Linked DNA regions of Rattus norvegicus: region 1 is linked to region 2. The links are chromatin contacts, called in public Hi-C maps. All regions are on one chromosome and are shown on one strand. Each heading gives the region's core, a stretch centred on a gene start, on an enhancer-like site or on the middle of the called end of the contact. The rest is flanking DNA. Distances are from core to core; before and after follow the strand shown. Region 1 holds the start of Slc22a18 (solute carrier family 22, member 18). Region 2 holds the start of Trpm5 (transient receptor potential cation channel, subfamily M, member 5).

What was found. A called contact is a pair of places that touch in the nucleus more often than the background predicts.
Region 1: a contact with region 2 is called in a Hi-C map of Schwann cells, with 6 times the contacts expected there. The contact joins the promoter of Slc22a18 here to the promoter of Trpm5 in region 2. A contact is called at or near these places in 12 of 12 Hi-C or Micro-C datasets (the A7r5 cell line, the Rat2 cell line, Schwann cells and 7 more) and 1 of 1 datasets of contacts at active chromatin or transcription factors (oligodendrocytes).

The regions. Positions count from the first base shown.
Region 1 is chr1:208,099,479-208,105,080 of GRCr8, forward strand. It overlaps Slc22a18 (solute carrier family 22, member 18), which reads left to right and starts at 1,695. Exons shown (of 11, transcript NM_001004260.1): 1 at 1,695-1,737; 2 at 2,389-2,642. The coding sequence starts at 2,523.
Region 2 is chr1:207,702,982-207,708,775 of GRCr8, forward strand. Trpm5 (transient receptor potential cation channel, subfamily M, member 5) reads right to left here and starts at 4,107. Exons shown (of 26, transcript NM_001191896.2): 1 at 4,019-4,107.

The sequences.
Region 1 (5,602 bases), core at 445-2,944, 390 kb after region 2:
ACATTGTATACATGTATGAAATTGGCAAAAAAAAAAATAGACAAATGATACTCTCTTCCTTTAAATAGATCGCAGCCTGCACACGGTAAATCCTCAACGGTTATGAGATAAAGGAGGTTCCTACTTCACAGGCACATCATTAGGCCGAGGCAATCACATAGGCAGTATCTCTCTTCTCAGGGAAGCTGTGGGGTGTCCTGAACCCCAGTACACAGTGGTCACTTTCTCAGCACATGTAGCCACATTCACACCCCTCTATTTTTGCCCCTAGCCCCACGGGACCTTTTAAGTCTAAGCCCCATCAGGTGTTCTCAGGTGCCTGAGCCCGGCCACACTGCTCCTACTGCCTGTCAAACCCTGTCTACACCTGATACACTGGGCTCCTCCTTAGAGCCCTGCTAAGAAGCTGCCTCCCAGCCAGGACCCAGATAAGAATCAACCCTTCCTACAGCTGTCCGGATTAGTCTCCTTGGCAGAACGGTGGCCCCATGTGAGTGATATTGGTCCTCAGAGAAGGCTACTTCCTCTTCAGGAGGCGATCCCAGGTTCTAGTGTTCCCTGTTCCCTTCCTAGCCAGAAGGGCAATTTTCCCACACTCCCTCACAACCAGGAAGTGCCCCACCCCTCCAGAGTTTGTTTCCGAACAAGAACAACAAGAACGAAAGCTGCCTGTTCCCCCACAACTGCAAGCTCTGTTTGTGGGTAAGTAGCCTGCCTCTTGTTGTTTAGCATGAACACTGGAGGACCTTTGACCTTTCCTGACTGTCCTGAGGCAGTCTTACTCATCCAAGCTCTGCCCCCAAAACCCTGGCATCAGTAAAGATGTCACAATAGGTAACAATTAACCCAATCAGGGAGCTGACCTGACAGGAACTATTCCGCATCTCTACCCCCATGGAATTCAGAAGGACCTGGACTCTGATCTTTCCCCAGGAGTCCTGAGATTCCATATCCCCTGAGTCCTCTCCTTCCCATAATCAGCCTTCCTCTCATCCTTCCTGGAAGCCCTGGCTAACTGGGTGTCCTCCAACCCTCAGAGAGCTGTGATGTGTTCCTATACCCTCCTGGCAGAGGACCTGGGAATACTTGCAATATATCTACACTTGCAACACGTCTCCCATCCCAATTTTCCCGTTGGAATCTACTGCACAGAAATGTTAGAACAGGGCAGACAGGATGATGTGGAGAGGTTAGGGGAGGCATTTCTGTAGCTCCAGAAGCCTCTTGGTCAGTGGAGAGAGATTCGGTGCCCAAGAACTACCCAGATAAATGTATCACTGTGCCTCCCCTGGCTTCTGCTTTCCCTTTGACTGGATCCCAGAGCCATCTCCCCTCCTCTTCCTCCTTCTTCTCCTCGTCTTCCCTCCCCAACCCTAAATGGACACCCTGTGTTGCTTAAGCGGTCAGAATTCCAACTTCCTCGGGATCAGGGTCCAGGGCCCGGCCAAAGCCTGACACTTAGAACTTCGCAATCCCCACTGGGGAGCGCGGGGGGAGGGACCTCGGGAGGCATGTCTTGATTGGCCAATGAATGCTCAGAGACTGTGTGGCGGGCTAGCCCAGATCCCAGGGTGGGTGGAGCGAGCTCCCAGGCCGGAGGGCCAGCCCTGGTGAAGTGGGAGGACCCAAGCTATTGTGGGGTGGGGCTTTTCCGGGTGACTGCGGAAGGGCCTGTGTCAGGAAACAGGAGGGCTCACCCACCCGGAACACAGGCCCACTTTCTCCCGTCAAAAGCAGGTACCCGAGCTCACCTGTTGAGCTTCCAGAGCCCAAGATGCCCACCTGGGTGCAGCTCGGGGCCCTTGATGAGATGTTGGGCAAAGGCAGTAGGGCCCTAAATGAAACCAGGCAAAATTTTGAAAGGGGCTCAGACTGGCCGCAAAATCCTGTTCCCACCCGTGGAGGAAGTTAGGAGGGAGGAAAGTACCCTACTGTGAGGCTGAGCTGCTCTGTAAGGACGAGGTCTGAAACGCTGAGCTGTTCCCCAGTCCCTACTGCACTGCAATTCCAGACAACTCTGGAACTGGAGGCAGGTCCCTGAAGAAGGAAGGTGGGGCCGAGAGGATCCCTGCAAAATGACTTTAAACCATCCCCGTACCCACCAAAAGCAATAGCCAGAAACCACACCCGCCTGCATTTCTCCTAGAAATAAGGCGTGGGGTCTCCCTGAGGAGGACACCTGTGGCTTTGCCGGATGCCCCTTTCAGGTGGAGGAGGTGCCCCACACACATACAAGGGTCGGGTGCCCTGTCTCCTCTTCTATGGAGACTAGGACTTAAACCAGGAGCTGGCAGGTGGGGAGGGTAGCTGACCCATTCTTGAAGGTCGAGGTAGCTGGAGAAGCTGGTGAGTTCTGCAGTCGGCCACTGTCTTCTCCCTCTCCTACAGGCACAGGCCACTCCTTCCAACCTGGTGAGTCAGCATCCAGCCAGAATCAACAGGACTTTTGCCCCTTGCCTACTGCAAGGCTTGCTCTCCTCTAGTTCCGGTCCCTCCGGGACTCTGGATACCTCCTGCCCAGGATGTCTGGCCAGCTCCCCAGCAGCATGGTTGCTCTGCCCCGGCAGGGGATCATCATACTCACCTATGTGCTGGCGGCCCTGGAGCTAACATGTCTCTTCATGCAGTTCTCCATCATACCAGTGAGTAGCACCCACAGCCCTCACCAGAAGCCCCACACTGCCTTCCTGATGGGCAACGGCAGGGAGCAAGGTGGGGTTTGATACTGGATAAGTTAAGGATCCTAGGAACTGGGCCCATTGATCCCATCACCACCACTTCTGCCCTTGAGAGAGTACCCTCCTCCTCCTGTAACCACACTGCTCCTGCCCCCGTTCTTTCAGAGCACCTCTGCTCAGCACCTGCTCAGCTCCTGTCCCAAAGGGCTGAATGCAGTCCCAGTTCTTTCTGACATCATGTCTGTCCATCCCTTTGCCCTGCTGGGCATCCCCTATGTTTTCTTATGTCCACACTAGATACCTTATTCCATATTACCCATTCCACTGGTTTTTCTCCCACCCACCAAAATATGAGGACAGGGACTTGATCCCACAAGAGCCTTGCTGAGCTCTACCTGGATCAAGGAAAGGTGGGGCAGAATAGTCACTATTGCCCATCCACACCCTTTGGTTCATTCCTACTTTTCACTATCATTTAGTCACTCAACAAACCTTTATGGAGTTGGCCCACAAGGTGGCAGCATCTAAAAGAGCTTAGAACTCAGAGGTTGACTCTCCATCTCCTATTTCCGTCTAACCTGGGTCCACAGACAACCTTTAAATGACCCCTCAGAGATTCTCAAAGCCCAAGCTGGCTGGAGTATTGAGTTGAGGTTGGTTCTGTGCTGGGCTTGGGCCCCACTCAGCATATGGACCTGGCCCTCAGTAGGCTGGTCAGTAGGCCATGCTAGGCAGAAATGAGATGCCCAGCCACACGAGAATTTAGATTGAAACCAAACTTTGTTCACATTATACTCCAAAGTCCAAGGTTCAGGGAAACAGAAAAAAAGTCAGATAAGACCGGAAAGGATAATCTAAACCCTGGCTCTCTGGTCCTCCACTCCTCTGTTCCCTGGAGCCCAGAGGAGCAGAGATGGCCTTTTTGGGCAGCTGGGGAAATGGGTTAGAGGTAGCCCTGACCTTTGTCACCATTCTGGGAGTGGCAGACATTCCCAGCTCAGAACTCCACCCTTCATCTTACCTCCTAAGTAGAGTTCTGCTCAGTCACATATGGTAAGGTTCCCCATCGCAAGCCTCCTTCCTGAAATGTGGGAGCCTGGGCAGGAGCCTTCTTTTGCTTCTCATTAAAGGAGAGTTGGTACTAGGACCTGCAGTGGCTCCCAGAGAGAGGCCCCCGTTGGCCAGTCTATCCTCATTAAGTCCTGTGAGCAGAGACACTGGACTGGGAAGCAGCGGGGGGCACATAGGACCAGGCAGCTGCCCTCAGAGCTGGCAGGGTTTGAGCAGTGGTGGCTGATGAGTTACGCTGTACAGTGCAAGAAGAAACGGCTGGGAGTGAGAAAGGGTGAGGGTACTGAGGTCTGAGGGTAGATGGCAGATGTGGGGTCAGGAAATTTTGGCTGAGAAGACCAAGGTGGAGGACTGAAGGTGAAAAGCGTTGCTGGTGCAGAGGCCCTGGGGTAGTGCTGAGCCTGCAGCTACAGAGGGATGAGGTCCCAGGACCACACCCGTCAGATGCTGAAGAGATTCCAGGATGAGAGATTCCAGGATGGTTAGGGAGAGCTGAGGAGAGGTGAGAAAGGGGCAGGTCTACGGCATGTGAGGGTGAGAGAAAGGAATTCAGAGAAGACACTGGCACTTTGGACCCAATTCCAGGAGGATGGAGATGCTACCAGTGGTGGAAAAAACAGTAGGGACCTAACTGGCTAAGAGCACTGGCTGCTTTTCCAAAGGACAAGGGTTTGATTCCCAGCACCCACATGGTGGCTCACAATCACTTGTAACTGTAGTCCCAGGGGACAGGATGCCCTCTGTGGCACTACACATATATGGTGCACAGACTCTATGCCAGGAAAACAGCCCTACACATAAAATAAAATGAAAGAGAAAAAAATTGTTTTCCTTTTCTTTTTTTCGGAGCTGGGGACCGAACCCAGGGCCTTGTGCTTGCTAGGCAAGCGCTCTACCACTGAGCTAAATCCCCAACCCCAAAAGAAAAATTTTAAAAAAATGTTCAAGGAGCCAATCAGGATTGAGGAGGGCAGGTGCTCAGCGGTTGCTACACTATGCTGAAGATGATTTCGGGCATGGTACAAAGTAGAGGAGGGTATGCTGGTAGTGGGAAGAGGCCTGGGCTCTGCGGGGAGGAGGTGGTGACAACAAACACTCCAAACTTGAGGGGAGGCCAGCCGAGACCAGTGACAGTCGAGGTAGGAGACCCAGGACAGTCTAAGCACAGGGTCACAGAGAAAGAAGCAATCCACCTGAGTCAGTGCCAATCAGAGAGGCCTGCTGGAGCTGCCCTGAGCTGACCTCGTGAGGAGAGAGGAATGAGGAAAGTAACTGCTTCAGGCAAGGCGGGAGAGATAGCAACTGAAACAGGCTCGAGGAGCGCTGACAAGAAGGCACTAGGAAAAGTCCTTGTTGGGTGACCTTGTTGGAATGGAGGCCCACCAGGAAGGCCTCAAGAGAAGAGAGGGGAACTGAAGGAATGTTATCCTTAGCATAGGGCTAAAGACTCAGGTAAAGGACGATGGGAGGAGGAAGGGAGGAGGCACAGGTTTGGAGGGAGACAGTGCCTCAGACCTCCGAAATGCAGCTAAGGTGGGGATAAGATCCTGGGGTCTCAGGATTGCTTGGGTTCTCTATAGAGACTCTGCCACTTCCCTTCTCCTATCAGATAGTCACACACACACACACACACACACACACACACACACACACACACACACACACACACGAAGGGCTGAATTCTAAGGAATTCACAGAGCAGACTGTCTTGCTGAGCAAGGGGCCACATCTCAGAAATAATTAAGGAGTTTGGCCAGTTGCTTGCTGGCCAGGGGGTAATGCTGCAAAGCTTTGAAGATACAATATTGAGGACAGACGTTGCTCTGTGGCCCACTTGAGGTATGTCCTGCAGA
Region 2 (5,794 bases), core at 2,857-5,356:
CAGATGCAAGGAGGCTGGAAGGACAGAGTGGAGAAGAGGAGGGACCCAGGTGGAACTGGAAGTCCAGGGTAGGGAGGCAGAGATGATGGCTAGAAAGGGGAAGCAGGAACAGAAGGCAGAAAGAAAAGCCAGGAAGGGAAGTCCATGGAGGGTGACAGGTAAAGAGGGCAAGGGGGAGAACAGGAGGAAGCAGGGAGAGAAAGACCCTGCCAGGCACTTCCCTCCAAGTTCCCACCTTGGTAAATAGAGGACAAAGAGGCTGCCTGCGGCATCTCTTACCCTGACTGAGCTCAGATTCTTTCCCACCCACCCAGCCAGGCTAGGCCCCTCAGCCCCACCGTTCACTCCAGTGACTTGAGTGGACTAGCCTGGGCTATGCAGCTGGGTTCCCTACAGATCTGTATTTCTTCGATGACTGGCAAAAAACCTCTACTGTACATTGTGGCCCTGTCCTCACCATACCTTGGCTCCTGAAGGCAGGTGTCCAAACAGGGAGGAAGAACATGCTGGAAGGATCTCTGGCTCCACTGTGGGTGGAGATCCTGTCTGACTTGGGACAGCTCTTTGCATACCACTTCCCCATGCTTCCCAGATCAGCACGACTGTCCCATGTGCCCAGCTCTGGGGTGCCTGCGTAAGAGCACTTCAGAACCTACACTTTTTACAGGGGGGAATACCTGTGCACAGAGGGGGCTGAGAAGGAGGGGATAGGGCAGTATAAGTTGTGAGAGGGCTTATTCTCTGCCTCTTGTGGCTAACCTGGACAGAGCTGAGCCAAGGTACCCCCTTACATATCACTGGAGCCAGCATGGTTATGGTGTTACTCCAAAAGGAAGTGCATCTCAAAAGATACAACAGACCCCTAATTCCCGGTACTGTGCACATGACCTTCTACAGAAGTTCAGTCTTTGCAGATGTGAGCTGATGTTTACCTCTGATGAAGTTTCTGCAGATGACTGACTCATAAGAATGTCCTAGTTATGGAGGTTGAAATGTTTCAGACCCATAGCTAAATTTTCTCGGGCTGTCTTCAGTACCCATTTACTACTCACTACGACTGTCCGACCTAACATCCATCTACCAGGCAAAAAGCTTTAGCCTGTATTCGCAGCAAACCTCAAGCTTCCACCCAAAATGTCCTCAGACAGCATCTGAGGCCTATAGCAGAGTTCCCCTCACTTAGCTGTAACCCACCTACCTGGTCATCCCACCTATGTGTTTGATAAATGCTTTGACTTCCTGTTGTCCTTTGTTCTGTGACTGCAAAGGTTAGTATAACCACAGCCACAGTGGAACATGTCCCTTGGGGTCTCGTTAGCCCCAGTCACTCATACTTAGCTCAGTATAAACTAAGTCTTGTTGCGTTTGGTGCAAGAGCACTGTTTCCTGTTGTTGTAGGTGTAACTGGGATGTGGTAAGCCGTTCTGTGGAGTAGGATACACTCTTCTTCTGAAGCAGGTGCGGGGATAGGAAGGGAGAACTGGAGGTAGGACCCTCGGAGGCAGAAGAGGTAGGAAGGCTACTCTTTGTAGCTTGTCTGGCTTGGGAAGATGAGGCTTCCTGGGGTCTGCTCTAGATGGTATGGCTGGTTTGGGTTTGTTTGTTTGTTTGTTTGTTTGTTTGTGGCTTCCCTTATCTGGTGTACTGCTTAGCTTTTTCTGTCAGCTTGACATAAGCTAAGGTCATTTGGGAGGAGGGAATTTCAATTGAGAAAACGCCCACATCAGATGTCCTATAAGCAAGTCTGTGGGGCATTTTATTGATTAATGATGTACATGGGAAGATCCAGCTTACTGGGGACAGTACTACCCCTGGGCAGGTGGTCCTGAGTTCTATAAGAAAATCAACTGAGGAAACCATGAAGAGCAAGCTAGTAGCATGTCTGTCTTTGTGGACTCTGCTTCAGTTCCTGCCTCCACATTTCTGCCTTGAGCTCCCTTCATGGTAGACTGCATGGTGCAAATGGAAATTAACCCTTTCCTCTCTGAGTTGCCTTTGGCCATGGTATTTTATCAAAGCAGCAGAAAGCAGACCTAGGAGGACACCTGGGCCTCGCCTTGGCCTTTAGACCAAGAGAGTCATGTTACCCTGATTTTCCAGTGTGTGGCCCTATATGAAGGTAGCCACCATGGGTCACTGTGTGACCACAGTAAAGTCCCCTCCCTTGTCTCTGGTTCCTGTAATCAGGCCCAGCTCCTTGGTTCCTTGGATCCCCCACAGCCCATCCTGCCCCAGTTGTGGGAGATGTAAATTCACCCCACCCACCCTAGGAGTTCACACCCAGGGCCCTTGCAGGACAAGATTTGAATAAGGTCCTCCAGCCATGGGAATAAACAGCTGATGGGTTTCCTGTAGGAACCTGCCAAGGGTCACAGGCATGTCCCTGTGTGCCGGAACGAGGACTATAAGCTGGGAGGCCTGACCCAGCTGAGATGCAGTCCTGAAGTGTTAGGGACAAAAACCCAAAATCCAATAGCGGATGGGCTATGTGGCCTTTCCGAGGGCTCTGAGGACATCTTTCAACTCCCAGGGGCTCCAGGCCCTTTGTTTATAGGCCTGTGGCCTGTCCCTGCCTCTGTGGTCAGGGACTTGTGTCCGGGCATGTCTGTACTCTCCTCTTCCTATAAGAACCCCATCAGTGGGACGGGGCTCCCACCTTCCCTTCATCTCATCTACAAAGACCCTGTTTCCAGACAAAGCTCTCTTCAGGTCCATGTGAAAAACACAATGCTAACAGGAAATCTCACTATTGGGAACAGAGTCCCCAGTCACATCTGGACACGTTCTCTGGAATAAGAGAGGTAAGTCAAGCTGTATGTGTGCTCTGGGTTGGAGTATGGGAGTCATGTTGCTTGTCTTCAGTCTTTGGACTGGGGATGAGACTGGACCGCCCATTCTTCTTCCCACTTAGTTCCCTGTGGGAAAGTCGTGGACAGTCTCATTTTGGCTGGGGAGAGGAGTTCTCTGAGGCTCCTGAGTCTCTGGAGATTTCTTTTCCAAGGTCTAGGCCCTAGAGAGTGCCTTTCAAGATGGGGTTCAACAATACACCACCCACTCATGGACAATGGATTAGATAGACCCTGCAGGTCACCTTGCTTTGTTTCAGTATAGACTGGATAGATGGTCCAGACTCCTGGATGCCATGGAAGGTGGATGCAGCACCCAGGAACTGCCAGGCCTTGCTCTCCTCACCAGGCTGAGGTGGAGGGGCATTTGGGCAGGAGCCAAGCACCAGGCAAATGTGGCCACAAAGAGGGAAGGCATGCAAATAGGATTTGCATGTGCAGGTGTCTGGGTCTAAAATGCCCCCCTTTGCTGGTGGGTTTATTTGGGGGGGGGTGAGCTACAAGACTCTGATCATTTTCCTATGCCAGAACTCTGAAAGGCAAAAACCAGATACTTAAGACCATGGAGGCTCTTACTAGCTGAGACAGTCATAGAAACAGCCTGAACTTCTCAGCCCCTAATATGGGAAGAGCCCAGAGCATGACAGATCTGGCACCCAGACCCTGGGGTCCTGAACTTATTTGTCCCTAAACTCTGTGCCAGCTTAGAGCGATAGGTGGGTAAAACCACAATGACAAGAAGGTCACGGCATGCAGCAGGCATGAATTGGAATGGCATCCCTCATCCTCTCAGTGAGGCGACCTGACATTCCTGACAGAGCAGAACATAGACTCAACTATGAGGGGCTGTGTCCCCACCCCCGCCCCCTCCCCCAGCCCCTGAGCTCCGGCTGACCTTCCGAGGCGCTGTGGCAGATGTAATCTCCAAGTCTGAGGCTCACAGTTTGGATTGCTCTCCATCCAGACCCTCCCATACAATGGGTAGCCCCTTCCCTTGCCCATAGTAGACCTGTCCCCCTGATGCCATCCCTGATAGAGCTGAGGAAAGAAGAGCATGAGGTAGGAATGTGGCTAGAACATGGCTCCTACTTGCCCTTCCTACCTGCTCAGCAGAGGACTGGGCAATTTTCTGGCCCCATTCCCAGTGCAAGCTGACCCTGGTGTGAGCTTACCTGTCTGTTCCTTCCAGACTCCTGGCATGTAGCTGCTGGTACTGAATGTGGGAGCCACTCACCTACTTCAGGCTGTGTTCCTCCCTTGCTCCCCCCCCACACCACACCCAGCACCTGGCAGCCAATGATGTCTTAGAAAGCTGGGTGTGAGTGAACATAGGGTACCACCCAGCCACCAAGGGTCAGGTTGGTGCCATTGGTCTGAGAGCACATCCAGGCTGGCCAGGAAGCTGTACCCACTGTTAAGAGGGGTTAGATGAAGCATGGATCCTGCCCTTTTCTCCATGGGCTCCACCCAGCACAGTCAAAGAAGGCAGCCTGGGTGCCTGCGCTCTAACCTCCTCGAGGTCAGAGGACAGATGGGAATTCTGCTTAATTTCTCACCAAGCCTCAGTTTCTCTAGTTGAAGAAACAAGGACTGTCTCAAGACCACATGATCCATGAAAGGATGTCCGGCAAGTTTTCCCAAGGAGGATAAGCAAGCAGGTGAATTGTTCCCTGGTCCCAGGAGGTCTGGAGATGTCTGCTCTGATCTGTGGTATGCCAACATCCTGGGGAATCCTACAGTGTGGGTGAGCTGAGTACTGTCTACTTACCAGTTGGGCAGTCAGTGCCTTGGGGACTGGATGAGACTGCCTCTAAACTAAAGCTCAGGATTGATGCTTGTAGGATAGACTGTACTTTTCAAGGCTGTGATACTGGCCATTTTCATCTAGCTTCTTCGTCACTGAATTCCAGTTTCTTTGCCTGCAGACCGAGATCCTCGAGCCCAGTTTCCAGGGGGTTGTGGGTAACTGTGGAGGAAGGACCCTCCTGACAGCATTTATCTGGCCCTCGTAGCCATGAACCCCAGGGATAGGGTCTGGGGTTGGGCAGCAGTCAAGGACCCAACATTAGCCACCAGAGGGCGCCAGGATCATAGGCAAAGACAAGACCTGGGTGGGGCGGGGAGGTAGCTACCGCAGGCTAATCAAGGACAGGGGTTTCCTGGCTTTGCTTTGAGCAAGAGGGCTACAGTTACATGACCATTTGAGCTAGCATGTTCCTTAGCATATCTGCCATGCTACCTTGACATAAGCCGGGTCCATTTGCGGTTCTTCTGGAATTACAGGCTGGTCTGGGGCCAAAGGCTCAGAACCAGCCCCAGTCACTTGGCCCCTGAAGAGCAGGGACCATAAACTCTCAGGGTTTGAGAGCTTTAGGGTCCAGTTCTAGAGGAGGGGACATATCGGGGACCTAAGTGGAATGGCCAGATCTTAGCATAGAACAAGGCCAGAGTCCATTGGATTTTGGAAAGCTAGCCTAACTTCGTGCCCACCAAGCAATCCAGGGCCTAGCCTTCCTATGTCTGGGGATTATATGGAGAATAGGAGTGCTTCCACCACCCTTCCTTCATCTGCTGCTGCCCCTTTACCTCCATCTTTTGGACACTTGAAGGGCTGCACCAGACATTCCCTAGCCATTCCCAGGCCAGTGCCATATTATGGTTCTCCTTACCCACAACCTTCTGTGGCCCCTGTGATCCTAATAATCAAACCCCAAAAGGCCCTGGCACCTTTTCTTCTGCTACCTTGGGGTACCACTCCTTGGAGCATCTCCTACAAGCTTGTCACCACAGGCTCCCATGTCCTTCAAGGACCCCTTCACCCAGGACCTCATCAGCACAGGGCACATCCCCTGTACCTCTCCTCTCAGGCACTCCAGCTGCATTGCTCAGTGTTGCTTTGTTATCTGAAATGATCTTTGTTTCCTCATTTGCCCATCAACAGCGGCTTC